Regions from separate parts of the Mus musculus genome. Here all the other regions are linked to region 1. Evidence: chromatin contacts called from public ChIA-PET, Hi-C and HiChIP or PLAC-seq data. All regions are on one chromosome and are shown on one strand. Each heading gives the region's core, a stretch centred on a gene start, on an enhancer-like site or on the middle of the called end of the contact. The rest is flanking DNA. Distances are from core to core; before and after follow the strand shown.

Evidence for each region. A called contact is a pair of places that touch in the nucleus more often than the background predicts. ChIA-PET counts read pairs in DNA pulled down with a chosen protein or histone mark. HiChIP or PLAC-seq counts read pairs in DNA pulled down with a chosen protein or histone mark.
Region 2: a contact with region 1 is called in an RNA polymerase II ChIA-PET map of memory CD8 T cells, with 14 read pairs. The contact joins the enhancer-like site here to the promoter of Sp8 in region 1. A contact is called at or near these places in 3 of 39 promoter capture datasets (the 3T3-L1 cell line, 3T3-L1-derived adipocytes and embryonic stem cells), 7 of 115 datasets of contacts at active chromatin or transcription factors (embryonic hindbrain, embryonic midbrain, embryonic stem cells and 4 more) and 3 of 9 other capture datasets (adipose tissue, embryonic stem cells and macrophages).
Region 3: an H3K4me3 HiChIP or PLAC-seq map of embryonic forebrain shows a contact between it and region 1, with 7 times the contacts expected there. The contact joins the promoter of D230030E09Rik here to the promoter of Sp8 in region 1. A contact is called at or near these places in 14 of 39 promoter capture datasets (the 3T3-L1 cell line, 3T3-L1-derived adipocytes, embryonic stem cells and 5 more), 4 of 15 datasets of contacts at CTCF or cohesin (the NIH/3T3 cell line, embryonic stem cells, pro-B cells and 1 more), 36 of 484 Hi-C or Micro-C datasets (differentiating embryonic stem cells, embryonic cerebral cortex, embryonic stem cells and 4 more), 25 of 115 datasets of contacts at active chromatin or transcription factors (bone marrow-derived macrophages, craniofacial prominence, differentiating embryonic stem cells and 11 more) and 4 of 9 other capture datasets (embryonic stem cells, embryonic trunk, liver and 1 more).
Region 4: a contact with region 1 is called in an RNA polymerase II ChIA-PET map of memory CD8 T cells, with 32 read pairs. The contact joins the enhancer-like site here to the promoter of Sp8 in region 1. A contact is called at or near these places in 7 of 39 promoter capture datasets (the 3T3-L1 cell line, 3T3-L1-derived adipocytes, embryonic stem cells and 2 more), 6 of 115 datasets of contacts at active chromatin or transcription factors (embryonic stem cells, memory CD8 T cells, pancreatic cancer cells and 1 more) and 1 of 9 other capture datasets (embryonic stem cells).
Region 5: a contact with region 1 is called in a Hi-C map of cortical neurons, with 2.0 times the contacts expected there. The contact joins the enhancer-like site here to the promoter of Sp8 in region 1. A contact is called at or near these places in 11 of 39 promoter capture datasets (the 3T3-L1 cell line, 3T3-L1-derived adipocytes, Sertoli cells and 5 more), 1 of 15 datasets of contacts at CTCF or cohesin (the NIH/3T3 cell line), 11 of 484 Hi-C or Micro-C datasets (the 3T3-L1 cell line, the C2C12 cell line, LSK cells and 6 more), 15 of 115 datasets of contacts at active chromatin or transcription factors (bone marrow-derived macrophages, differentiating embryonic stem cells, embryonic basal ganglia and 8 more) and 3 of 9 other capture datasets (embryonic trunk, macrophages and pancreatic islet).

What each region holds. Positions count from the first base shown.
Region 1 is chr12:118,845,837-118,848,536 of GRCm38.p6, forward strand. It overlaps Sp8 (trans-acting transcription factor 8), which reads left to right and starts at 1,397. Exons shown (of 2, transcript NM_001379379.1): 1 at 1,397-1,505; 2 at 2,543-2,700. The coding sequence starts at 1,485.
Region 2 is chr12:118,410,562-118,413,261 of GRCm38.p6, forward strand. No RefSeq gene overlaps it. Among named protein-coding and RNA genes, the nearest start is that of Gm25577, 93 kb to the right of the region's middle. Within about 2 kb of position 1,405, at least 24 of the 459 cell types and tissues checked have an H3K27ac peak or open chromatin away from gene starts, as enhancers often do. A contact at or near this core is called in memory CD8 T cells, where this site is marked.
Region 3 is chr12:118,528,932-118,531,631 of GRCm38.p6, forward strand. D230030E09Rik (Riken cDNA D230030E09 gene) reads right to left here and starts at 1,262. Exons shown (of 4, transcript NR_045947.1): 1 at 1,040-1,262; 2 at 500-695.
Region 4 is chr12:118,375,981-118,378,680 of GRCm38.p6, forward strand. No RefSeq gene overlaps it. Among named protein-coding and RNA genes, the nearest start is that of Sp4, 76 kb to the left of the region's middle. Within about 2 kb of position 1,346, at least 72 of the 459 cell types and tissues checked have an H3K27ac peak or open chromatin away from gene starts, as enhancers often do. A contact at or near this core is called in memory CD8 T cells, where this site is marked.
Region 5 is chr12:118,562,962-118,565,661 of GRCm38.p6, forward strand. No RefSeq gene overlaps it. Among named protein-coding and RNA genes, the nearest start is that of D230030E09Rik, 34 kb to the left of the region's middle. Within about 2 kb of position 1,375, at least 23 of the 459 cell types and tissues checked have an H3K27ac peak or open chromatin away from gene starts, as enhancers often do. A contact at or near this core is called in Sertoli cells, cortical neurons and embryonic basal ganglia, where this site is marked.

The DNA.
Region 1 (2,700 bases), core at 147-2,646:
TAAAATAGGAATTATTGTGGTTTTAAAATGCATGAATATTCAACAAGACTCCAAGGACTAGATTTTCTCCTTTCATACTGGTACTGGCCTTTTTGTGGCTTAAGAATTTCTGTTGTGGTGACCACAGAATTGTAATGACATTTCTGAAGGCAACTAATAATAAAAATAGCAAGTAAGTGACTAAAACGCAGAGAATTTGAAGTAAATGCGCATGATGACTCGAACGCACTGGTAGATGGCTTGCTCAAACCATAGATGCTCCTATAAATGCAGCCCGAAAAGCTCACCTCCATTCTTACATAAATAGTACCAACAGATTTCAGTCATTCTGATTTTTCTGTCAGAAAGGCACAGTGGGGTTACCTGAGAAAACTTATAAACTGGGTAAAATGCTCCTCAATTTCTCATCCAATGGGAGAAAAACACACCCCCTCTTACTCCTCTTTCCATCTAATCCTTTTGTAATTTTACTGCATGCCAAGGGGCAAACACACCTCCTCCAGGACGTGCACTTCCAAAGCTTGAATCCCACCTCTGGTAGAGGGTAAGGGCGGCCAGATCTAAGTAAGGACTCAAAGGCGCAGGCGCACACTTGCACCATATCACTACCCCCTTTCCAATCTTTCTATTTGACCGAAACATCAGGAAATGGAAGGTAAGTATCAAGATTTTCTTCAAAACTATACTGAAAGAGTCCAGGAAGCTGGGGGGGGGGGGTCACTCCTTTTTTTATGTTCAAAGGGCAGAGGAAGTTAGTAACTTGAAGATAGGACTTGGGGCGTTTATTTACTGGCCTCACTCAACTTCGCAGTTTCTCTATCCAGACCGCCAATCTCTTAGGCACGTACACTTTATTGTATTGTTTCGGTTCCCTACCCCTAGCTTTGGTGCTCGCGCGCACGCACACGTCGGTCTTCCCTCTCGATCGCGCGCACCCACTCTCCACCTACACCAAACGGGTGCACGCCTCTCCACACCCGGGATTGAACGTACTGTCGCTCCTGACTCCCTACGGTAGAAGGACTCAGTTACCTTACACACTTTCCAGCTCTGTCCCTGACCCCTTTTGTCACACACGTAGTTACTCGGCCCGCTCTCGGTGGTTGTACGACCACTCTCTGCCCTTGCTAGGTCACGGTTTTTGCGACCCTGCCCAGTTACCCCTCCGCTTTCTACACTGCTCTCTCCGAGGTGGGTCACACTCGCGATCATTTTTCACGCGCGCGCACACGCACACTCTGCGACACTCGCACCCCCACACTCCCGCCGGCGCCGATGACCTCACGGCGCGCGCGCCGCGCGGCCCGGCGAGGCCACAGATTGGCTGGCCGCGCCTCCGCGGCACTTCAAAGCCGGAGAGGGAGCTACAATTGTGGCGGAATGGGCGGAACTGATCATTGTATTGCACACCTCTAAAAAAAACACTGCCTCTGATTTATCAATATAAAAAAGATCCTCTGAGAGGAGGAGGGCGCTTCTGTGTGATGGCAACTTCACTTCTAGGGGTGAGTCTCAGGATCTTCTCTTGCTGGTTTAATTAGTTTCCTTTTATTGCCTATCGGAGGGGGTTAAAGTCGCCCCGGCCAGGCCACGGGCTATCAGTCTCTCTATTGAGAGCCACCACCACCCCCCTAAATACAAGTGAGTTTAGAAAAAAGAAAGGGGGGGGGGAGGAGGCAGAGCCACTTTTTTTTTTTTCAGCACAGGAAAGGTTCGTAGGGCATTGAGACCCGCCACCTCGCAGAGCCTGGCCGCTCCCTGCTCGGGAGAACTGAGCATAGCCCCTAATACACTCGACGATTTCGAAGGGGAACGCGAGTAAGTTTTTCCCTCCTGGGCATACTGCAGATTCTCCCCCTTCCCCTTAATATTTTTCCTCAGCCCGGTTTGTATTGCAGGTACGTTGAGCTCGTCTTATTTCTACCATTATAGAGAGATATATATTGAGAGAGAGAGATGAAGGGGGTGGAGAGAGAGAGAGAGAGAGAGAGAGAGAGAGAGAGAGAGAGAGAGAGAAGAAAAAAATGGAAGAGCGAGTAATGGAAGAGCCGGGGAGAAGCAACTAAGGATGGGTTGAGGGGGATCTGAAAAGAGTTTTCAAAGCTCTCTTGGGATTGCAGTGTAGTGATCTTAAACGCAATCCAGAAATTTCCCCAGGTTGTAAGGTAAAAAGGAAACTTCTCCCTCCCTAGTCTGGATTTGGACTTTCTGTTCGTTTGATCGAAAGCGTCTAGGGCTTTGTGAACACAAGAGTGCCGTCTTAGTTGAGAATTCTTGTTAAACTCTTCTTTAGCGTGGCGCTTTGCTCCAGAATCAGACGCTCGCCGCCAAACTTGTCCCCTCCTGTAGAGTAGGAGGCAGCCGGGCGCCGGGGCAGCTGGGGGTGCAGGGTAAGTTGGTGGCAGTGTGCAGCAGCTAGAGATGGGGAGCAGTGGGGCGTCTGGAGGCTACCAGGGGACTAATACACATTTCTTTCCTCCCTCCCCCACCGGCCCTTTGCCCACTACCCCTCCCCCACCCTTCTTCTCTGCTCCGGTCTCAGGAAGAACCGAGGTTGGGATCCACTCCTCTGGCCATGCTTGCTGCTACCTGTAATAAGATCGGCAGCCCCAGCCCGTCTCCCTCCTCCCTGTCGGACAGCTCTTCTTCCTTCGGTAAAGGCTTCCACCCTTGGAAACGCTCCTCGTCTTCCTCCTCCGG
Region 2 (2,700 bases), core at 155-2,654, 440 kb before region 1:
TCAGTTAAACCTATCATGTCAAATCTAGTTTTTGACAGCATTGTATCACTTTTTTCTTATTTTCGAGATTATTTCTGAGTTTCAGCAGTTTGACCATAACAAACTTCTCTGTGATTCTTCTAGGTTCTAGGCTTTGTAGGTTAGAGCTTTTGATCAAATTGAGGAATTCCCAGGCACTATATCTTCAAATATATTTCTACCCTTTTCTCACCAGTCTTGCTGGGACTCTTGTGACACACAATTCAGCTGTTTGTTTCTGTAGACTTGCTTCTGACACTGCTGGGTTTTGGTGTGTCCTTGGGTGGGATGACCCTTCTGTGGCTGCAACTCCAACTCCATCATTCTTCCTTTTACCTTCTCAAGTTGCTGTCCAACTTATCTAGTAAATTCTTTATTTCCCTTAGTTGCATTTTTCAGCTCTTGTATTTCTTTGCAGTTCTTAAAGTAATTTAGATTGCAAGTGTGGGCATATCAGATAAGCTATGATATGTTTTGCTTGTCTTGGGGGAGCTGTGGTTACTTTTAGCAAACCACAGAGGGTATTTATTTCATATTTCCTCTCTTTATATAATTTTAGGGTTTCAGTTTTTGCCTGTCTTTCTAGAAGGTACAACTGTGTCTGTGTAACTCAGTGGTTAGCCATTGGTTTAATAGAATTGTGTTAAAACTCCCCAAGCTTCTTCTCTTTTGCTCTCCTTATAGGTCTTGAGTAGAATGAGGACAAGCTTTTGAATGTCTCAGCTCAGTCTTGGCTTATATTTGTGAGCTCTTCTCAGTTTCCTCTAGCAGGACTGGTATTCAATGACCCCATAATAATGATTCACTTCTTCCTAACACATTTTAGCGTTAGTACTTAATATTTGTTATGAGAAGTCTACGCTTCTGTTCGCTTTTCACATAGTTTCTTAAAACCTCAGAATAGAACCTTGAGAATCAAAATAAATGCAGGTGTAATCAGTCAGGTCGAGGTCGACCAGAGTAAGCCGTGTTACTGATCCAACATGACTCCTATCTTAAAAAAAAAAAAAAAAAAAAAAGTAAGCGTGTCATACAAACAGAGACAACAAATAACGGTGCCCTGAGAAGACTGATTCGAAGGAGTGATACATCTATGTTCAAACCAAGGACCACCTGGGGCTGATGTTCTAGTTTGGTTTCTGTTACTATTGATAAAACACAACTTTGGGGGGACAAAGGGTTAATTTGACTTCAACTTACATTTCTTTATCAAGTACAGCCAAGGCAGGAATGTCAGGTATAAACCTGGAGGCAGGAACTGAAGCTGAGAACACAGAAGAATGCTGCTCAGGGGCCATGGTTTGCTCAATCTGCTTTCCTATACGACTCAGAATGGAGGCAGCACCACCCACAGTGGGCTAGACTCTCCAGCATCACTCATTAGTCAAGAAAATACTCCAGCAGATACGCCCACAGGACAAGGTGATAGCGACAACTCACTGACTGAGTTCCTCTTACCAGATGTCTGTAGCAACTAGGGCAGTTACCGGGAAGTAGAAAGAGGCAAAGAAGAATTCCCAGATAAGCCTCAGAGACGCATAGCCTGCTGATGCCTTGATTTTTCTCAGGACTTGGCATGATAGATCACAGCTGTCAGGGGCTTTGTCATGGCATCTTAGGAAGCCGACACCTGGACCCTGACCAACCTAGCTTCCTCTTTTACCCTTACTTGTTTTTCATGCAGAAATCTGTTCATGCAGAACTACCTTCCTCCTAGGTTTACAGTGTTAGAGGAGGAAACCAACGGAAGCAAGGAATGTGTTTATTGCTTTTCTAAAGCTGAATGTCCAGTGATTGCTGGCTTTAAACTGACATGAAGGTCAGAATATATATCTGAGCACAAGCCCATGGCACACAGCTCCCCAAAGCTGCCAAAACAATATTGGTAATTATAATTGAGCAAAGTCCTGTGGCTGTGAATCAGCCTTTCATGCAGTTGCTCACTGGCTCTCATTCTTTGCCCAGCATGCATGGCTCAAATCAGGGTAGATGAAATAGGCAACTCAGATTTTGTAATGGCAGGAAAAAGGAAGCCTTTTGTCATCAGTATTTTTCCTGCTCAGTCTCCTCAGTCATACAGAATCTGGCACCAGCCAGTGGAGGATTCTTACAATGCAGCTGTGTCTGGAAGCTATGTTGGCCAGACTTGTTTCCACTGACAAGTCAGATCAGACAATCACCACCAGGTTAGTGAGACCAAATCACGTCTGAACCTGAGCAGTGTTGATGCAGGCCACTGGGACCTCTCCATCTTCCTGTTCCTCCATATCTGCCCTCTAGCCTTAAAACCTTCCCCCTAAAAGAAAACAAAAATTAAAAATAAATAAAAATTTAAAATGTCACCGTGGAAACTGCAGTGTGTCTCACAATATACCCTTTTGCTCAAACAGCTTTAATTGCAAATGTTCATTGCAATGAGACATTGGTCTGTTTCTCTGGCTTCTGCTACACCATCAATCCTAAATGCTCAGTGGGACTCCTCTTGGGCATCCTGTTTTTGCATTGTGTCATGGAGATCCTACAGCTTTGAATATATAGGACAGGCCCCTTCACAAGCTTTAGCTGCTCATAGATGGGGTAAATGTTGGGGTGGGCCAACTCAAAGCCCTGGATCTGAGTCTGGATGGTAGCTGAGTTGGTTAGCATGCAACCATGGCCAGCTCTCCTGCTTTGCCCAGGTAA
Region 3 (2,700 bases), core at 12-2,511, 320 kb before region 1:
AGACTAATGTTCCCTGATCTGTAAATATATATTTAGAACCATCCCTTTTATGCTTTGCTCTCCAGAAAGAACGTGCCACCATGATGCTTTGCTTTCCTAAGAACCTGCATTGCAGGAATTCCACACTTACTAACTGTACCTAGCCTGTGCCCCGTTCTAGGTTGGAGCATCAAATGCACAAATAGGAATGACAATTCTTAGACTACTAATCCATTTTGATTCCATAATTGAGAGTAATAAGATGCTTTTCTCAAGAGGCCATGGCAACTAAAATAAAAAACACGTTGAACAGTCAAGGAAGCCTGAAATTTGAGAAGATTCAGACCATGCAGTTCTTTTGTCTTGAGATAGCATCCAACCTTGCCTGTGTTTTCCAGGTGACTGCAGAAGCCTCATTGGCAGGAATGTAAGAAATAGTCCATGAGTTACAAATATGCTCGGTTAAAACATTTCCTTTCTGGAGGACAAAGCTGCCTGGGCCAGAATAACAATCAATCACCTTGCTTCCACCGACAAGGGACAGAACTGCACCTTCTCATCTGTATCCAAGCCTGATTTGATTCCCAGCTCCGGTGTGCAGCGCAGGGCAGCAAGAGCGTTGGATTCCCACCAACCCTGCCATCCCGGGAGAGGCCGCCTCTGCTTTTCTTAGATAAGCTGTGGATTGCTACCGGCCATGGCCGGGCTTTGCGCCCCTGGGAGTAATGAACACACCACACCGTCGGATCTCAGTCTGTACATACCTTCCCCCTGAGCAATTTTAACTTTTCCCATGTCCATTAGGCCTTCCAGCCTAATCTCACTCTGCCAATTGCTCCCATGGTGAGATCATTAAGTAAATTATTTTAAGATCAAACACCCTGCAGTGACAATGGCGTCCCATGTAAGGTAAATGCTTCAAAGGCCCCCCTTTCAAATTACAGCTCTCCGGAGTTCCTCCTCGCCTCTCCTAGGGCCTACCCCGCCACTGCCTGCACCACTTGGCTTGTTGCCCCAGGCAAAGGTAGCACTGCTAATTGGCCTCTGTAACAAAACTGACCTGTGGACAGGATAAGGCTTGTTTGGAGCTTAGAGACAAAAATTATTCAAGGTTAAAAACACATGAATGCCCCAACTACGTCACCAAAAAAGCGGACTGAATGAACGTCTTCTCCCGCCGTTCCTGGTGTGAAAGAATGCGCTCTCGGCGCCCGGGCCGAACAAAGGCTCCTTCAGGTAGCCGGCGCCCGCACCCTCTCTGCGGGGCTCCTCGCCATCCTCTTAAACCCTGGGCCCAGGAGCCCCATCCTCGCCGGGGTTCCAGGCCCCCTCCTGGGTAGGGCCTTTGATCTCCCGGGCTAGTGGCAGATGGGACAATTTAACTGCTTGAAACAGGTGCAGCGAGTTTGCCTGACAGGTCGGGGCTTTTATTTCTAGCACATTAGCCGGGCGCATACAAATGGGTTTTTGACAGATTCAAGCAGGTAAAATAGCGCCGAGGCTCTGCGAAAGCGCGGTCACACCTGCCGAGGTGGCACAATTGCAAAAAATGCTGCATAAATTAAAGACAGGTAAAACCTCAGGGCTCCCTGCAGCAGGAGGTTCTGGATTGTTTTGTGGTTGTTGTTGTTGTTTTTTTTTGTTTTTTAACTACTTGGAAAGGTGGTCTGTTGTGGTGGGAATGGGAGGGCATTCTCCAACGAGTAAACACCAAACCCCTTGATCTCTTTGGGCTCAAAAGAAACCGGGCTTGGTCGGGGTGGTTCCCAGCCATCCTCCTGTGGCGGTGGCTTGTCACACTTCAGTGATACTCGCTGGGACTGAGAAGGAGAGGGGGAATAAAGCAAGCACCCCGCCCGGCTGCCCTGGGGCTACCCTGCAGCCCCCGCCCCTCGCTCCCCTCTCGCCATTCTTCCTCTCCAGGTGAAAGATTGGGATCTACAAATTGTGCTTAGCTAATGAAATAGCTCACCCATTGAGGAAAGTTTGGTAAATAGCAGTCTTCTAAGAGCATCCACGGAATCAGGGAAGTGGCAGGTTGTGCTAGCCAGCCTTCTCCGGTGTGGGAAAAAAAAAAAAGAAAAAAAAAAAAGAATGATTTTGGACCTATTGTCGGTTACTCTCATTTTTCTTGGGGAAAAATGTTGAAGAGGAATGTTTTTTGTTCTTCTAATTGGAATATATAAGTAATTTTCTTGCAGCAAACCTGTTCCAGAACATTGTGTGTGTGTGTGTGTGTGTGTGTGTGTGTGTGTGTGAGAGAAATGGCACACTGAAATAATTTTAAAGTTGCAAAATGTGATGCTATTTGGCAGTAATTTTTCTTTTGTTCTTCATATGAGTTCATGGCAATCGTCTTTACGTCGTAAAATTAGCTTTCAAATTAATAACTTAAATTCATTCCCTTTTCCCATCTCCATTTTCTAACTTCTGAAGGTTTCAAGAGTGAGTTTTCATTCTCAAGAATGTTAGTTAGACATCACAGTTAAAAGCCACAGCACCTTGGGAAGGGGGCTGCTCTTTCCCTGACTGTGCTACTAGACCAAGAAAAATTAAACATCACCTCTTGCCCTTTTCTTGGCCTTGCTGCTCACTAATGGGCTGAGAGAGACAGCACTTACAAGATAGGGCAGCACTCAAGAGTCCAACCTGGAAAGAAGGACCCCTCCTATCAAAGATACTTCTCTGGAGGCCATGGCATTTTCTCTGTTGAAATCACAG
Region 4 (2,700 bases), core at 96-2,595, 470 kb before region 1:
TTAAGATTCTCAAGAGGACATCAAGTTACTCACCCAAACATATATGTAGAGGATCTAGGTCAGACCCCCTATAGGCTCCCTGATCTCTGTGAGTCCCCATGAGTCCCACTTAGTTGATTGGGCCATGTTCTTGTGATGTGTCTGACCCCTCTGGTTCCTCCAATCCTTCTTCCCCACCCCTCCATAGGACTCCCAGGTCTCAGCGTAATGTTTGACTGTGGTACTCTGTATCTGCTTCCATCTGTTGCTGGATGTATTCTCTGCTACCTTTGAGGTTCTGCTAGAGCCTTTCTTCTTTAAGTTGCTTTTGTTTCAGTGGTGAGAAAAGAAAACCAAGACCACAGCTTAGACAGTAGTATACTCACCTTGATGGGAAACATCTTCAGCTGACTACAGTCCTTAGTGAGAAATTCAGATTCGATATGGACTTTAATCCTTATGCGAACCAGCCATATTACAGACTGAATATTATAAGTTCATTAACTTTAAATATTGATATGGCAAATCAGATTGTTTTCTATTGCACGTGAGCAATGAAAACCTGCTTACGGAGGCAGGGGGCCATCAAAGCGAAAGAAGCATCAGAGTCCATTTGATGTTTTTAGAAATTCCCCAAAGCTCAAGCTGGGAGTGGAAAGCTCTGTGGTTAGTAACATCCTTGACAAAGGTGCAAAATCAGTATTACCTAATACAGTCACTTTGCCTAATAGGAGGCTGAGGTGAGAAAGGCCAAGTTGTTTGTTTGAGGTTGCTCAGTAGGTGCTGGAACCACCAAGCATGATTCAGACTGCACTGCACTGAGCATCTGACAGGGTGGTTCCTGGAAGAAGCTCTGATGGCTTCCCCACCCTCCTCCTCCACAGGAAGAGCTCTGCAGTGCTTTAGAGCCTTTTGGGTTGCCAATGTCATCAGCAAATTCATCTTTAGTTTGCAAGCTCTGCCTTGAAGAGCAGTACCCTTCAGGACGCTCTACCCTGCAGAACAGCGGGGCTCTCTAGTGAGTCAAGTCTGGCCTAAAGATAACAACAGCTGTCTTCCTGTGCTTGTGGAAGGAGTCTGAGCTCTCTGAGAGAGTTTTCTCTCTTTTCAAATGGAGTAACAGCAGTCCTTGGAAAAAATGCCTACCCTTAGGGAAAAAATTAGATGATGATAACAACAAAAGGAGAAAGAAAAGAAAACCAAAAAAATCCATCACCAGCCCAGCCAGGACCGTCAGCATGCGCCCCTGTTTAGGAAGCACCCATGCTTGTGCGTGTCTTCAAAGTCAGAAGCAGCTTCCTGTAGGAGAGCCACAGGGCAGGCCTGGGCCGCTGAGCCTTGAAACACTCTCTGATACCGAGACGGGCACAGGAAGTACAACCGCTGACTTCTCAGAGGAAGCCTCAGTGCCGCTTCGCAGAGTTGAAAGACAGACTGAAGAGAAAGAAGATGAAGAATGGTAAGCCCATCAATGTCAAAGACACTAGAATCCAGAGCTGTGTGAACAGACTCGAGAACTACCCCCAGATCATGGTGCCAAATTCTCTGCTGACAGTATTTTTGAAGCGCCCCACCCCACCCCACCCCCCCCCCCCGCCGACAATTGCCCAGACAGAATTGACACTTGATAGTATATAATCTGCCTAATAAATTTGATTGAAATTGTGACATTTTCAAAGTTATTTCTAGTATCTCAAATTAAGCTTTAAAGGGAGAGTTCCCTTTGATTCAGCTAAATCACAATAATTGGTTTTAAAGCAAATAGAAACACACTGATTATCAATTAAGCCAATGGATTGATACAAATGCGGGCTTGTGTATTTGTTTCTAAGCTTTGCCCTTCTCCCCGATACTCCATACTTACTTCTATCAATCTAGTGATTAGAAAAACAAAGTTCTGGTAAATGATGGAAATGTTACACAAACAAGTGCCATGGAGTGAAGTCCACATGTGCCAAGTACGGAGGCTCTGTTCATTTGAATGTGCCTGTCAGCACTTGAGTGCAGCAATTTTCATTATGAGCTTTTACTAACAATAAATACAGGCCAGATTTAAGGGGAAACATGGCTTATTTCCTCTTCCCAGGGACCCCATTTGGCTGCATCTTCTGTCCATGACTCCCACATTCTGTTGCTGTGGTGAAAGCCAGCGACCTACAGAGTAATTAGTTTGGGTTTTGTCTACACAGCACCCACATAAGCAATTGGAAAGTGAAAAATTCAGCCAAATCATCGGGCTTTGTGTGTGGCAGTTCCCGCATGACTTTAAATAGCCAGTTAGTGCTTTTCTGTTCGGTGAAAAGAAAAAAAAAAGGCATTTTCACTAATTGGTTCTTTCATCAGCATGTGGACTGCATTGTCAATAATTGGCCTAGGAGGGGTGAGCATGTTAGACTGTTGTTTTGCCTTGGGATGGGGAAGAAAAGAGAGAGAGAAACACAGAAAGGAATTGGATCTGCAGATGAATGGAGGAAGGACTGTGTAAAGGTGAGAAATGAAAGAACTCAGGTGACATGGTCACTTAAGGTACACCATAGGTCAACAGTCCTGTCTTTGCATTTATACATGGTCATCTGTTCCACACACAGCACCAACGCTGGAGGATATAGGCATCATAGATGCACCATTGTCTGGGGTCATCCCAGACTTTATCCCTCTGCCATGGAGACTGGGTTCAATGCTTGTGTTTCTATAGGTTGCTAGGTCCTGCTGGTGAACCTG
Region 5 (2,700 bases), core at 125-2,624, 280 kb before region 1:
TATCCATTCATTTAGTTAAGGATGTGTTAAATACCCATCAACCATGTATTGTGGCAGGACAGAGAAAAGTACAGTTTCTAGCTATAATAAAAGTCTAAAATGTGTCATTAGAAACAAGAAACAAAACCTAAATAGCTATACACACATGATTCTTAAGTGAGAGCAAAGATGCCTAACCCCAATTTAGTGCCTAGATTTGGTCAAAGAATATATCTATCTGAGCTGAGAATTATCAGAAAGAAAAGGGATGAGGTGGCCTTTCCTGTGGAGAGAGCCACTGGAATCAACCATGAAGAAAATAGTAACTGTGGCTGGATGTAGTAAGAGGCATGGCTGCTACACTTATATGGCCTTAGAAAGGATGTGGGGGAGGGTGTGCCTTTCATTGTAAGCGGTGAACCTATCAATCAGCAATACATTTTTAACTGATATACTGATACATAACAAGTATTAACTGTTAGGACAAGTAAATGAAGGCTTCTCAGAATAACAGGAAATGTAATAGAAGTCAAGATATCTGACCTTGAGAGCAGCCAGCTTCCATATGTAATTTGATGAGAATGCTTATGACAATTGGTTGAATTTTCCTCATAAAGCACCAGACCCAATCTGAGTAACATAAGGAAAACTTTAATTCTATGCAAGAGAAAGCCTGCTGACTGAAGACAAGCTACTCACCAAACAGCTTGACTCTACCAATCCAGGGAAGTAAGTCATCCATTATTCCTGGTAAAGCCTTGGAAATATGACCTCAGCAGGTTCTGGAACAGGATAAGGCAATGATGTTGTCTAAGCATGAATTGGTTACAGCTTTGGCTTTAGTGTGAGGAGCAGTGATTTGTACCAGGACACCAGCAGTAGTCTGGATGCAAGTTCAGGGTTAACATAACTTATTTCTCCCTGCTGCAATGATGTGATTACAATGTTACTCTTTTGACGGCTTTCAAGGTAACCTTTTCTGCCCTTTCTATGTATTCAAGGCAGTTGGCAAGTGGTTCTGTTATTGCTTTATAGTCACCTTCCGAGGGTGGGAGAATGGAAGGAGGGACAAGAAGACATTTAAAGAAAGAGCTGTTTGCTGTGCCCCTTCCAAACACCCTCCTGTTGACCCCCTCATTACCTTTATTAACATTCTGTTTCTGTGGAGCTAGTTTTCTGCACGGGGAACTGAGTGGTATGAGGTCTGCCAGTCCCCTTTAGGAAGTCCCTGGTAGGACCCCTCAGTGTTTCCGATCCACAAACTCTTGGCCCACCTCAGGAAAAGCTTCCACTTTGCAGAAAGGCTCAGTAGAGATAGAGTCAGCACCTAGAACACACAATCTGATTGTCATGATCAAAGGCTGTTTTGCATAGTGATGTTAGCTCCACATCTTTGCTAAGGCTGACAGACACCCAGAGCTATTTTGCCTGGCTTGGTGGCAGCCTTCTTTTGCTGAGTGGCAGCTTCAGGAGTCGGGGAAAATGTGTGTGCTAGGGCAACCACAGCCAGGATTTGCTAATAGAGACAATACCTTGCCCCAGAGGCTGTTTCCAGCTGCAGCCTGAAGCACACTCCACGTTGAGAATGTATCACACAGAACTGTCAGTCAGTACTGGAGCCAGAAAATTGTTGTTTCAAATGTTACAGTACAGGAAAATCGCCTCTCTGCACTTGCTGCCAAAAAAATGACAGCTTAATTTATGCCACACTGAAGCTACATTACAGAGCCATTCAGCTTGGCAGTTAAGTGCGCTCCATGCTCACATCTTCCCCCTGTGCAAGTGTACCGGGGAGAAATACACAGTGGCTATAATAAGGACAATTGGCCGCAGGGTTTGCCATGTCAGTGGAACTAAATGCAGGTGAAACAGTATCAGCAATAAATTACATCACCCCCACCTCATTTGCAAAACCCACTTCTGCTCTGTACTTGCAAATCCCCAGGAAGGCTGGCTGCAACATTGTTATGCATGGGATAGATTAGGGACAGAAGTGCCAGTGTCAACCCCTGGGGTTTTATGGAGAGGGGAGGTTCCACAGCATTACGGGTGACTTTGAAAATTATGTCAGTATCCTTGATGTAGACCTTCAGAACTTGGCTGTGTTTGCCCTTCCCTAAATGAAAAACCTGACAGTATTATACGGTAGCCAAGAACCCGTGTTTTTCATCTAGATAGACACTAAAGTACAAATGATACAGTAAATATATATATTTTTAACAATCAGAGTAATTGTTTTCCAGGTTGAATTCCACACTTATTTCTGTTAATTTTTGTATATATGCACACAGTTTATCTGAATACAAAACACACATTCTCTAAAAGTTAGAAATTAACTGGGGATTTTCTTTACATTTTCAGCCGTGGTACCTCCCTCACAACACCCAAATCCTAACAGCAGCAAAGCCTAATTATACTGGCATTTCAAAGGACAGACCATAGTCTCCTATGCACAAACACTTAATGCGAAGAAGGCCATCTTTAAGAGTCCCTTTCATGAGCACATTACCCAGAATGGCCACAGAGGACTGGAATACTACCAGAACTCCAAGAAGAGATTTATGAGTAATTTACAAAATCTTTATAAGGCAGCTCTTATAAAATATTACAGCTCTGAGAAAGCAGGTCTGCTACAGCTGGCTTCTCCCGCTCAACAAGCCATTCATAACAAAATGAGCAGCCTTCAAAGGAGAGCAAATGCATTTTCAGTGGCTGTTGATG